Regions from separate parts of the Zea mays genome. Here region 1 is linked to region 2. The links are chromatin contacts, called in public Hi-C maps. All regions are on one chromosome and are shown on one strand. The core of a region is the stretch at or near the end of the contact, and the rest is flanking DNA. Distances in the headings are between cores, read along the strand shown. Region 1 holds the start of LOC100303795 (anther-specific protein SF18). Region 2 has its middle 100 kb from the start of LOC100191521.

Region 1 (6,470 bases), core at 2,609-5,108, 130 kb after region 2:
TCGTATCCTCCCCTGAGGTGGGCCCGGAGGCCACTGTCGATACCCTAAAATAAGGGTACCCCTTACTACAGTATGAAGGCGCGGTGCCCACGCGGCTATCTCTAGTCACGTGGCAAACAGCACCCGACCCCCACCACGTGGACGGCTCCAAGGCCGCCACGTGGCCAGAGAAGACGATATACTCCAAGGCATCAACAGTGGGTCTGGACCCCATGGGAAAGTGTCGGACCCCCTGTATATGCGGACCGGACCTTCGGGTAAGGTCCAAGACCCCCACGGGCGTGAACCGGACCCCTGGGACGGGTCCCGGACCCCTCTGTGTGGGGTCCGAGCCACTCACATCGAGGTCCCGGAATTCTGGGACAAAGAATACCTAGGCCTTAATCAAGACCAGGCAGGGGTCTGGAGCCGGCGCGTGTCCGGACCATACCGTGTACGCCTCTACTCCCCGCTCAGGCGGAGCCCCGATGCTGCCACGTGGCCTACTGCCCGTGACGTAAGCCAGCGGGCGGAGCCTGACGTAAGGCCTCTGGGCCGCGTGGCCTCTGCATTTATTGCGAATAAGGCGCGCCGCCTGTCCATTCCACTAGCAGGCGATGTGCCGCCTCAGCATTTAATGAGCCCTGTCCACTCCACTGGCAGGCGATGTGCCGCCTTAGCATTTAATGTGTCTTGTCCACTCCGCTGGCAGGCGGTGACCAGGCCATCCCGCAGGCAGCGTGCCTGTCCATTCCATTGGCAGGCAGTACGCCCGTGCTGCGGCGTACACTATACTCATCATCACTCGCGCGTTACCGAGGAAGCAGCGTAGGATATCAATACTATATGCACTACGAACATTATGGCGCTCGGAGATCACCCTGGCGTGACAGGTGTTAGTTACTTCCTTCCGTTTTGCCCCTGGGCCCACATATCGGGGCTCAGCATCCTTGTGCGTGCCCCCCTTGAGCTATAAAAGGGAGGCCACTCAACGTTACAAGACAAGTTCTCTCACACTTACTCAAGCTCACTTAGACTCTCAGACTCACAAGTTCATACAAGCTCTCAAGCTCAATACAACACATAGTGGAGTAGGGTATTACGCTCCGGCGGCCCGAACCACTCTAAACCCTTGTGTGTACTTATGTTCATCCCGAATCCACGTAACAGGCAAAACGATTAGGCTCCCTCCTCATCTTAGGATTTAGGGCGGGTGCGTTCCGCCACCCGGCTGGAGAATTTCCTCTCTGACACTGCCATTGTATTGATCAGGTCGGAATTTTAGGACAGATCGGGTCGGGTCGGTTGGGTTGAATGACTCGTACTCAGGTTTACTCGCTCAAGCGTAGGTGTTGCCTCTCCCTCTCGCTCAGGGCTCACGACTTTGCCTGCTGTCGTGAACAATGACACTCGTTTCATGGCTCGCCCTCCACAAATCTCCTAAACCATGTTGCTATATAAATATAGGTGTACATTCGAGCCGTCCGGCCTGGCCCAAGCCCGAAAGGCCCGGCTCGTTTGAATTTCGGGTCGTGCCGGGCCGACCCACGGGCCTAGCCCTCGGCCCACGGCCTGGCCCATAATTGCTTAAATGTGCTGGGCTCATTTTTGGCGGCATGAAATTATAGAAAGCCCGAAATTCAATTTTTGACCGGAATTCACATTTGGGCTCGAAATTCACATTAGAGCCCTAAATTCAAAACAAATTTAATAAAACAAATAAAAGATAAGACAAATAAATTTGACCAATAGCAAACTTAATATTTGTATTAAGTTATCAGAATTATGGAATGACTACCTCGTTAAAAAATCATTTTGTTAGACGGAAAAAGAGTATAATCAGCTCTATACAGAGTTCGTAAGTTCAGTTCATTATCTAATGTTCATAAAAAAAGTAAAATTGCATCACATACTCTAATTCAAAGCTAAAAAAACTTGTAACTAGCATTATCTCTAGCTTTGTGTTCTTTATCAAATACATGAAAGTGTGGAATGAAGTGTATTTTTAATTAATACTAGTCGGTTGCCCGTGCGTTGCGACGGTTTATAACAATACCATGTAAACTATCCACCAAAAGATTTTAAGAATTTTTATTGATTCCGTATAATATTTTTTTTGATTTGGCTAACTGATGTTATTATTTACTCCATTCAATACGTCTTGGTACAACACAACCAATGAAGTGAGTGATTAGAAGAGAGTTCACAACGACTGACTGAACGAACATATATTATAAAATGACATAATTCCACCATACAGAGACCAAATAAGAGAAAGTTTGTGAGCTCAAGTTTCTAAAATAAGTCACATGAACTCAAACTTATAAAAAAATAGATCAAAATATAGAGTGATTGCTAAAGTCAGGCATTAATAAAAACTGGATGCGTTTCATATAAATTATGCTACTTCGTAGCAATTACCAACGTTTAAAACCAACAAATAACCTTTTATTTTACTGTTAGTGTGACAAATCATTGTTGCTCCATCCAATTTAGCAACCTCAAACACCATGGAGGCCATTGCGCCAATATGGTCTCAGAAACGACCTAATGCTTGCAAGAGCCAAGAACGTCGTGCCGTGTTTGGGCTGTAGCCTCGGCCTCTAGTGCTGGTCCAGCCCAACACGATTATACATTTTTTATTTTAAAAAACGCATATACATATATATAATTTATATTCAATATTAAAAATATCTTAGCATGATGTTCTACTAGTTAGACAGCTTTACCCAGTGTCTCCCGCCCTTCTTCCATCAGGGCATGGGTTCGAACCCCACCTCCTCCACTGTTTTTAACATTTTACGCTGATTTAATCAAATGGGCCGACGGGCTAACGGGTTGGCCCGACACAGTCAGCAAGCCGGTATGACGTGCCTAGGCCAGAGTTGTGGCCCGCGGGGCGTCTGGCCCGTGCCTGACCGCCGTTTGGCCATCTATAGGCGTGCAACAGATTAATTTAAAATAGCTATGATGATTTATTTGTAAAAAGATGATGTGGGACGATCGTTGAAACTGGTGCTTTAAGTATAGTATAGATATGAGCATTTTCATGCCTCTATGTGGGTCGTTTCGTGTCTGCCTTAAACGAGCCGTGCTTGTACCCACCCATGGGCCACGACCTCGGCCAAAACCCGGTCTGATATATATCGGACCGTGCCAATCCGACACTAAATGTTTGAGACAGTGTTGTATTTGGTCTGTGATTTTTTTCGTGCTTCGGACCAGCCCAACATACTTGGCCAAGTGTATATATATATATATATATATATATATATATATATATATATATATATATATATATATATATATATATATATATATATATATATATATATATATATATATATATATATATATATATATATATATATATATATATATATATATATATATATATATATATATATATATATATATATATATATATATGACGCCCACGCCGCGGGCCGTGGGCCTATGGTCTAGATCCGCACATGACTCAGCCCCTCTGTCCATGTTGCAAGCCCATCGGCACTATATTCTATGATAATTCATGTTTGTTACAATTATGTATTTTTAGCAGTGGTATCTTACAGCACACGTTGAAAACGCAAAGAACCGATCTTAATGCCAGTTATTATCATCTAAACCTTGCGGTTGTCCTTAATTTCCCCATTGTCGATCTGCTGGAAAGTGGCACCGTGCAAGGTATCCCAAAAAAAAAAAGCGGACGCAAAAAGTGCGGGGAAACATAATAAGCGAAAGCGAGCAAGTCCGTGACGGCGACTAAACTAATCGAGGCAGCCGACCATGCCAGATGCCACCTTCCACTTCCTTCCCTTCCCAATTAAGTACCCCATTCCATCAACACTCCACATGCTCTCACTCCCACTCCCGTCCCTACCACCCCGCTCCCCGCCATGGCAGCACTCCTCCTCCTCCCGCTCGTCCTCGCCGCCAGCCTAGGCTTGGGCAATGCCGACCCGGCTCCGGCCACCATCGTGCACAAGGACGGCACGACCTGCACCCTCTGCGCGTCCTGCGACAATCCCTGCAACCCGTCCTACTACTACCCGCCGCCGTCCCCTCCCCCGGCGCCGGTCACCACGCCCTGCCCGCCCACCACGCCGTCCTACCCTTCCCCCTCCGGCGGAGGCGGAGGCCCCGTCATCTACTCGTCCCCGCCACCTCCTGCTGCTTCCGGCGGCGGCGGCGGCCTTGGTGGCGGAGGCTTCTACTACCCGCCGCCTACCGGCGGAGGCGGCGGCAGTGGCGGTGGCGCGTCGCAGCAGGGCGGTGGTGTGTACCCGACGGCGCCGCCGCCGCCCAACCCGTTCCTGCCCTACTTCCCCTTCTACTTCTACAGCCCGCCGCCGCCGTTGCACTCCGGCGCGCGGGCCGTGACCGCCGCCTCGCTGCTGCCGGTGCTCCTCCTCACAAGCATGCTGCTGCTGCTGTGTCAGACGCCGTGAGGGGTCCAGATCTGCAGAGCGAGCCATCATTCAATGCGTGCTGCACCTGCATGCATGCATGCGCTGTTTCTAGTTTCTACAAGGCGGTGATCGATCCAGCTGGCGATTCAATTGTGGTTGGGGGTGGCCTGTGTATTCTACCGGTACTAAATTGTAATTGTTGTTTTTTTTTACGATTCGGTTCATTTCCTCGTCCTCTTTCTTCTTCTCTTTCGGATTCGTAGCACAGATTGTACAAGGAGGGGGGCAGCAGTTAGTAATAATCTATAGCATACCCATTTCATGTCACAGAATGAAGAAGTCTGTTCGCCTAGCTCTCTAGCTTTGTTTCTCACCTCTCTCTCTGTTCTACATGGGATACTGTGCCTATTTTAAATAATTGTTTTGATTATGAGGTTGGTAGATCTCTGCGGCCAAGAAATCATTATAAAAAAGTCTTTGGTGGATCGAAATGTCTGGTGCCAGTCCCACCCAGGCCAGCCCAGCTGGGAGAGGAAATGGGAGTGGAAGACACAATAATAATCTGCTTGGCTACTCACTTTGCCAGAGTCTCGCCTCGTCTCGTCTCGAGACGCGCGAGCGACCAAAGCAAGCATCCAAAGACACAAGTAACATTTGCGAGGGGTCCACGTTCCACCATCTCCGTCCCCGATCCGTGTGCTGTGCATATGCAAATGCAAGTGCAGCGGCGGCCATAGAAGCAAAATAATAGCAGCGCACTGTTGTTATCTAGAAGGTGTAGATCTAGATGAACACCACACGTCAACTTGGGCTGGCCATGCCCATGCACCAGCCTAGCTTGCACGATGTCCCTTCAGCTGTAGCACACGCAAAAAAAAAAAAACTTTGGTAGCACATTGGTTTTTAAAAGGCGCATACCCATGTAAGGAAAAGATATTCGAAAGCGCCTTTGCTAGTTTCGTGGCCGGGAGCTCGATGGGTTTCTTTGCGGTTTTCAAAGGTATTGAGAGAAGATGTGAAGCAAAGAAAAAGGGAAGGAGAAAAGGTGTTGCCAAAGTTCATGTTCTACGGAGCCACAAAGAGAAAGAGAGAGGACACGCTAGAGGCGTACGTGCGTGGCATAGCCGATTGGCATGGTGGAGCTTGCTATGTTATCTATTCTCTAGCGAAAAGCGCAGGATCCTGTCCGTACGTGAGGCTTTAATTGTGCTGGTATTCCCTGTTTCGTATTTGTAAGCCTCTTATTTTTCTTTTATATATACCTCAACGAGTCATGGGTAATTAAGAGCTTCCTCGCGTTTAGCTCCTGCTACTTGGAGACTTAATACTGAACCATAGAGTTCTTGACATTCTTTTTTTTAAGATAATGGGAATATGGTTTCCGGCTTTTTGTCCGAACGACCTAACCCTCATCATGTTTATTACTACTAAGTTCCTGTTTGTTTCGGATTATAATCTCTCCAGATTATATAATTCAGCGCAAATAATCCAATAAGTAAACAAACACTTAGATTATGAGTTCAGATTATATAATCTAAAGCCTAGATTATGATAATCTCATAATCTCTTCAAGAGTAGCTTATTCGAGATTATTTTGGCAAAAGACCCACTATCCATGGTTATGTAAATAAAAATTACAATATATGCCATCCTTTTTTCCTTACCTCAAATAAACAAACGAGGGTATTACTGCCTTTATGAATAATCTATATTTGTATAATCTAGACTACCAAACAACTACATGTAGATTATAATATATCTAGATTATAATCAAGATTATATAATCTATAAGCTGAAACAAACATGCCCTAACTACGCCTCTAGTTGTAGGCCACCGTCGTTATGCAGATAAGCCCCAATAGCGAAGACTAAGCTAGGCTAGGTGAAAGTCGCCTATAGGGGGGTGAATAGGCGAAATCTAAAAATTATAAACTTAAGCACAACTACAAGCCGGGGTTAGCATTAGAAATATAATCGAGTCCGAAAGAGAGGGCGAAAACAAATCACAAGCAAATGAATAGTGAGACACGGTGATTTGTTTTACCGAGTGTAACACCCTAAATCCATCAAGTAAAAGAA
Region 2 (6,083 bases), core at 1,795-4,294:
AGGGAACAATCACCCCTAAATAAATGATCTTTCATGCTCATCCTTTCTTTGTCATGCTTTTGTATGACCTTTGAGCCAGCATAGACCACGGTGGGATATCTAGATTTGTTGCATATTTGATATGGAGCTTTCTGGAATTTCCTTTCATCACTTAATACTATTAGTTTTTTTCCTTGTCCCATACTATACTTTGATTTCTGTGACCTATGGAAACATTTAGAATTTTGGCAGCATTTGTTGTTTTCTCTTTTCTGTAGTGTGATCTTTTAAAAACCATGATATGAACTCCTACTTTTTTTCATCATGATAAGTAAAGGCTATTTGGATTGATGTTTACATTAAAATCGCGGTGTTCATATAAACTCTAAGGCTATTCGAATTGATGATTACACTAAAATTAGTTTTCATCTAAGCACTAGGGCTATTCAGATTGATTGCTATATTAAAATCAGCGTTCACCTAAACAATAAGTGCCAAAGAGTCAGTCACCTATTTAGCCATTTACTTGGGTTACAAATGTCCATCTAAACTGGTTAAACACCTGTTTAAACTGGGTAAACAGATAATCATATGGACGTGGCCGGCTGGCCATCTTACAGTGTTTTGACAATGCTTAAACATGCTAAATAGCCATTTAAGTTACAACTATTATAAGGCGTCGTTGGCTTATTCGTTGTAAAATAAATTCTTTAGTTATTGTTGCACTACCGGAATTTGGTTCTTTGCCGAGTGGCAAGTTCTTTGCCGAGTGTTTTTTTCGGCACTCGGCAAAGAAGCTCTTTGCCGAGTGCCACGCAAAAAACACTCGATAAAAGAAAACACTCGGCGAAGAAGCTCTTTACCGAGTGTTTTATTTTTGACACTCGGCAAAGACTTTTTTTGCCGAGTGCTTTTTTCCAACACTAGGCAAAGACAATTTAAAAATCACATTTTAAAACAGTAAATTAATTCAAATGAAAAAGTTTTCAACTACAAATATGTATAACTCATCATGATGTACAATTTATATATTGAACATTTCTTCATATGACAAAATAAATTTGTTAATAAAACCTATATCTCTCTCGTAGTTTATGAAACTACGAGAGAGATGTATAGAAATTGTACATATTGTTAGAACCATCATGTGAGATAAACAAATAACCAAACAACCAAAATAAACTTTGTAGATCTTGAGAAGCTATAGAAGTTTATAGTTGATAACTTTTTCATTTGAAGTCATATTGTCAACGAAAACTACGTCTAAATTTAAAAAATTTAAAATTTGAATTTTGAAAACGACCTCGAAAGAAAAAAAACCACTAACATGAAAGTTGTAGATATTGAAGAGTTATGAAACTTTGTAGTTGATAATGTTTTGGTTTGAAATCATCTTGTTATGCAAAACTATATTTGAATTTTAAAATTTGAATTTTTCAAACTATCTCGGATGAAAAAACCACCAAAATAGAAGTTGTAGGTCTTAAAAAGTAATGAAACTTTGTAATTGACAACTTTTTTATTTGAAATCATCTTATCATTGAAAAATTCGTGTGAAGTTTTCAAATTTAAATTCAAATTTTGTAAACAGTCTCGGATGTAGAAACTATTAAAATAAAACTTGTAGATCTCAAAAAGTTATGCAACTTTATAGTTAGACACATTTTCAAATGAACTCATTTAGTGCTTTAAATAATCAAATTACTCTCGGTTTGTTATAATATATGAGGAATGAAAACGTAATATAGATATAATTGGTGTAGTAGTGTAGTAAAATGATAGGGCAATGGGCAAAGTATAGGTAGGGTTGGAGAGTTATTCCTATAATTTAAAAAAATGTTTTGCTGTTTTTTTTATTTTTTCGATTCTTAATTTGCCGAGTGTTTTTCTTTGCCGAGTGTTTTTCGACACTCGGCAAAGTGTCCGAAAAAAAGTACTCGTCAAAGGGTTTTTTGCCGATAAAATATTTGTCAAGTGTTCTTTGACGAGTGTTACACTCGGCAGTCTTTGTCGAGTGTCTTGTTTTGAGAAATTAGACACTCGGCAAAGAACGTGATTCCGGTAGTGTTGACTGATTCACATCTGAACACTGGTTATAGTTCATGTCAAGTTATTATTGAACATGAGTAATAATGAACAATTGATTGTGATCTTGTTTCTTTCCAAAGAAAAAAGTTTCTTGTATGTGCTTCTGCATTATATAACATAATACTGGTCTATATTTTATTATTGTATTGAGTGCTACCATTATATAGCTACATGCTTCCTTACTCTTTGTGGAGTATTCAAGAGTAACCTGAGAATGTTTGCATTTGTGACTTTTTCACAGACTTGCAATGCTTTTGTCTTTGTGGTTTTGGTGGAGCTGAAACCGCATATTTGCTCATGGATGCTTGGGTTCTTTTTCCTTTCTTTGACTTTGTCCCAGAGCTTGCCCTCTTTCTCCCGGAACAAGGTTCAGCTTCAGCTTCAGCTTCAGCTTCATCTGCAACTTCTATTTCTGCAGATTCATCACCCTCATCCATCTTTGGTTCTGTGCTTGGACGTAAATTCATCCTCCATTAAATGTGTACACGTTTAATGTCTCCCTCAGTACATACATAAATAGTATACGCGCTTGCTCTCGCAATCACTCATTCACCCACTCAGGCCGGAATTAAACGCGCGCTTGCTTCTTACTGTCGCTTGGCTTGGCCTGGCCTGCTTCGCGTCCGGCACCTGCGCCTTTTCGCGTTCCTGCACCAACTGAGTGCTGCTGCGTGATCCTTCCCGTTCAGATCAGATCGTCGTGTTGCATTTACGTTGACTCGTGCTTTCTGAGTCATCATCGTGTGGAGCGCGCGGTAGGCAAAGTGGTGCTGGACAGCACGCAAGCACATGCGTGTGCAGCCGCGTCGAGCACACCCTCGTCGTGATTATCCTATCGAACAGTCGGTAGTAAGACTGTTGTCAACCGGGATCGGAACACAGAAAGCGCCTTCGGACCGGCGTGGTGGCACAAGGCTCTAGTGAGAGCCCGCGACCGCGAACGAGAGCTAGCATCTTTCCCACCGGCCTCCGATCCCACATGTGTTCCACGCCATGACCCAGGCGCCCCAAGAAACAGCCGCGTGAGACCGCGTTCGATCGCATGTCATGTGCAAAAAGCCATGTGGCCATGCCAGTATCTCGTTGTCGTCCGTGGGTTGGGTTTACAGCCACAGATTCGCTGACGCTACGGGTTTCTCGAAGTGAAGACTCAACCCACGTGCGCATGTCGCATTGCACCATTTGGACTCGTGTTGATCTGCACAAGACACCTTCCTCGTGGTCTGTCAAGGGTCAACTTGTCCCCGTCGGTTCACTGACACTGTGTTCACACAAGCCAAAGTCCGCTGATCTTCATAAACAAAAAGAGGGTATCCAAATAAAGTAAGCTTGCCGATGGTTAGAGTGCACGGCTCTATAGATTTTTGTGCAACATGGATGGAGGTTTACAAATCGAATTGCTTCGTAGTTTTGTCTATGGGTTGTGTATCTTTTTCTGGATATCAAACCGTGGTCTTTTATGGTATGTTACGAGAGGTTTGTCCCTTCATATGTGGCTCCATGTAAAAAACTTTCTGTGTGTTGTCTATTCCTCCAAGTGAGGTGAAGCTGGACTGGTATTCATTATCTAAAAAAAGTCAAAGCCCGCTGATACAACTAAGTTAGCGAAAAGAACTGGGTACCATCTAGTTTTTCTATCAAGTACGAACTCAACCTATTAAAAGCCAACCAGGCTAGCCCTGTGATATGGATCTCAAAACATTTGTTTCTAGTATCTTTGAACCTTCTGAGGTAATCGTTAACCGATTCATCGTCCCTTTGTTGGACCGATGCCAAATCAACAAATCTAACTCGTAATCTCCAAAGGAAAAGTATTCATAAAAGTTTTGCTCTAAATCATCTCAGGAACTAATCGAGTTAGGAGGCAAGGCAACATACCCAGTGAATGCAGTGTCACTAAGGGACAACGAGAAAAAGCGGACACAAAAAGCTTCCTATCGGCCAATTTCCTCCAATTGTGCTAGGAATTGGCCCACGTGTTCGTGAGTGACTCTACTGCACTCGCTCGATAATTTGGAGAAATCTGGCACATTGGTCCCCACAGGGTACAATACTGTGTCCATCAGGGGTCGTATGGCCTCTGATAGGACTGTCCTCGGCAGTATGCACTAACACCTAATTTATCCCGAAATAGTTTGGTTATTTCCTCTCGAACTTTATCCATAGTGGCTGATGGTAACCCATTGGTCCTCGAGACATGGGGCTCAAGTGGTCAGTATCTTTATGACGGCCTTCTGCCCCAGTATGGTCAAAGGTGGTCGCCGATATGGGCCCCTGAGGCATACTGGTATAACATCCCACTATCGTGTAGTATGGGGTGAACCTCTCTGGCTCCCTATGGGTAGAAAAAAACATTCAACCTTTTGTATAGATGGTGGCATATTGTGGCTTTGATGTGCCGTAGGTGGGAGATATAGTGTTGTTGCGGTGGATAGAAAAATTGTGTGTTTTGTGCATCACCTTTTCCTATGTAGACATACCCGAACAATCTGTCATGGGTGGCAGGACGGTCTAGTGTGATGCTAGATTGTCCGGTGTAAGACGTCGGATGATATGAGATTATATCCGAGCTGTCCGATAGTGTTTGGCACTACTTGTGCACCATGTGATGGGCCTAGCGCTGCACTAGACAGTCTGGCATATGGAGCTAGACAGTATGTGGGAGGGTCGAATGGTCCGAGATTGTACTCAGACTGTCCGAGCGTACTCAGTGTCGACCTATCGTACAATGTAGACAGTGGTAGCGGTTGTCCTAGATATAAGTTCGTCGACATACATATGGATAGGCCTAAGAAAACCCATTTGTTGTCAATGTGTTCGACGCAAACGTTTTAGTGCCCAATTTATACGATGGAAAATTAGGTGTATGAACTTTTTATAGTGTACGCACTATCTTATCCATAGACTCCACTACGAGTTTAATCCGATCATCAAAAAGATTTATAATAGATTGAAAATCATGGGATGACACAATGTTACTTATAGTGGGTGGCTGCAGCGAGGCCATTAGGGAAACGGCTCCACTTCCCTCTCCTGAATGACCTTTGTTGTGGCGATCTACAGTGAAGTGCGACAGGTACCATCTCTCTATCTCCTTGTTTCGCTTCTTCATATAGTCTTCAATTTTTTATTGGTTGTCGACCGACAAACTCTCAAAAGTCGGTCTAAGGATGTTGTTCGGGGAAACATCAGCGCAATCTTTGGGATTTGCCATTAGGGATGAAAACGGATACTTATTTGAATACCAGTTTTTTGGTCTTTTTCTTTGATTGTGAATAAATAGGATATAGAATCGACTATGCAAATTCATATTCTTGTTTTTAGCATTGAGCTTGTAAAGGTTCATAAAAGGTAAGCCTCAAATTTATCATATATCTTCTCAAATGATAGATATAAATTTTGGATACAATTCGGATATGGATACATATATTTTTTCACCTTCTTTGTTGTAGGAAGCAAATAATGTAAAAAATATGCAAAAAAGTATCCTTATTTATAATAATGTGCTTGATAACATAAGAAAAGTATAACATCAAATTTCATACGTATCTATTTTAAAATACTAAATTTGTTCTAAATATTAGGATACCCATTTTCATCCCTATCGAGCATCGTGGTCGATCTAATAGAACTAATCTAATAGACCTTATCTGATAGATCTGATCTTCCATCCCAAGCAGAGTCACCAAAAAGTGTGTTGATGCCGTTTTAGGCCAAACACCAATGATCCCTAGATCCTGCTCATGGGAAGTCATGACCTTGGGTACCTCTCTACGAGATGCCGAACAGTTCACGATTGGTCACCGGACCATCTGGTGTAGGTCACTATGGACCAAATAACTAAGATCTTCTCTAAGGCCGTGTGGACTATCCGCATGTAGGCAGTAGACTGTCCATGATGGCACAGAGAGCTTCATATAGAATCTAGATCTCGCCTCCTAGGAGGGACCTCATCGAGAGGAGAGAACGTAGGGTTGCTTTCGGATCGACAGACCACCCAAAGTGCCTCTAGATGA

What was found. A called contact is a pair of places that touch in the nucleus more often than the background predicts.
Region 1: a contact with region 2 is called in a Hi-C map of endosperm, with 3 times the contacts expected there. The contact joins the promoter of LOC100303795 here to the enhancer-like site in region 2. A contact is called at or near these places in 2 of 25 Hi-C or Micro-C datasets (endosperm and leaf).

The regions. Positions count from the first base shown.
Region 1 is chr8:35,335,267-35,341,736 of Zm-B73-REFERENCE-NAM-5.0, forward strand. LOC100303795 (anther-specific protein SF18) reads left to right here and starts at 3,859. Exons shown (of 1, transcript NM_001165429.1): 1 at 3,859-4,625. The coding sequence starts at 3,879. The coding sequence ends at 4,430.
Region 2 is chr8:35,205,432-35,211,514 of Zm-B73-REFERENCE-NAM-5.0, forward strand. No RefSeq gene overlaps it. Among protein-coding and RNA genes, the nearest start is that of LOC100191521, 100 kb to the left of the region's middle. Within about 2 kb of position 3,045, at least 18 of the 20 cell types and tissues checked have an H3K27ac peak or open chromatin away from gene starts, as enhancers often do. A contact at or near this core is called in endosperm and leaf, where this site is marked.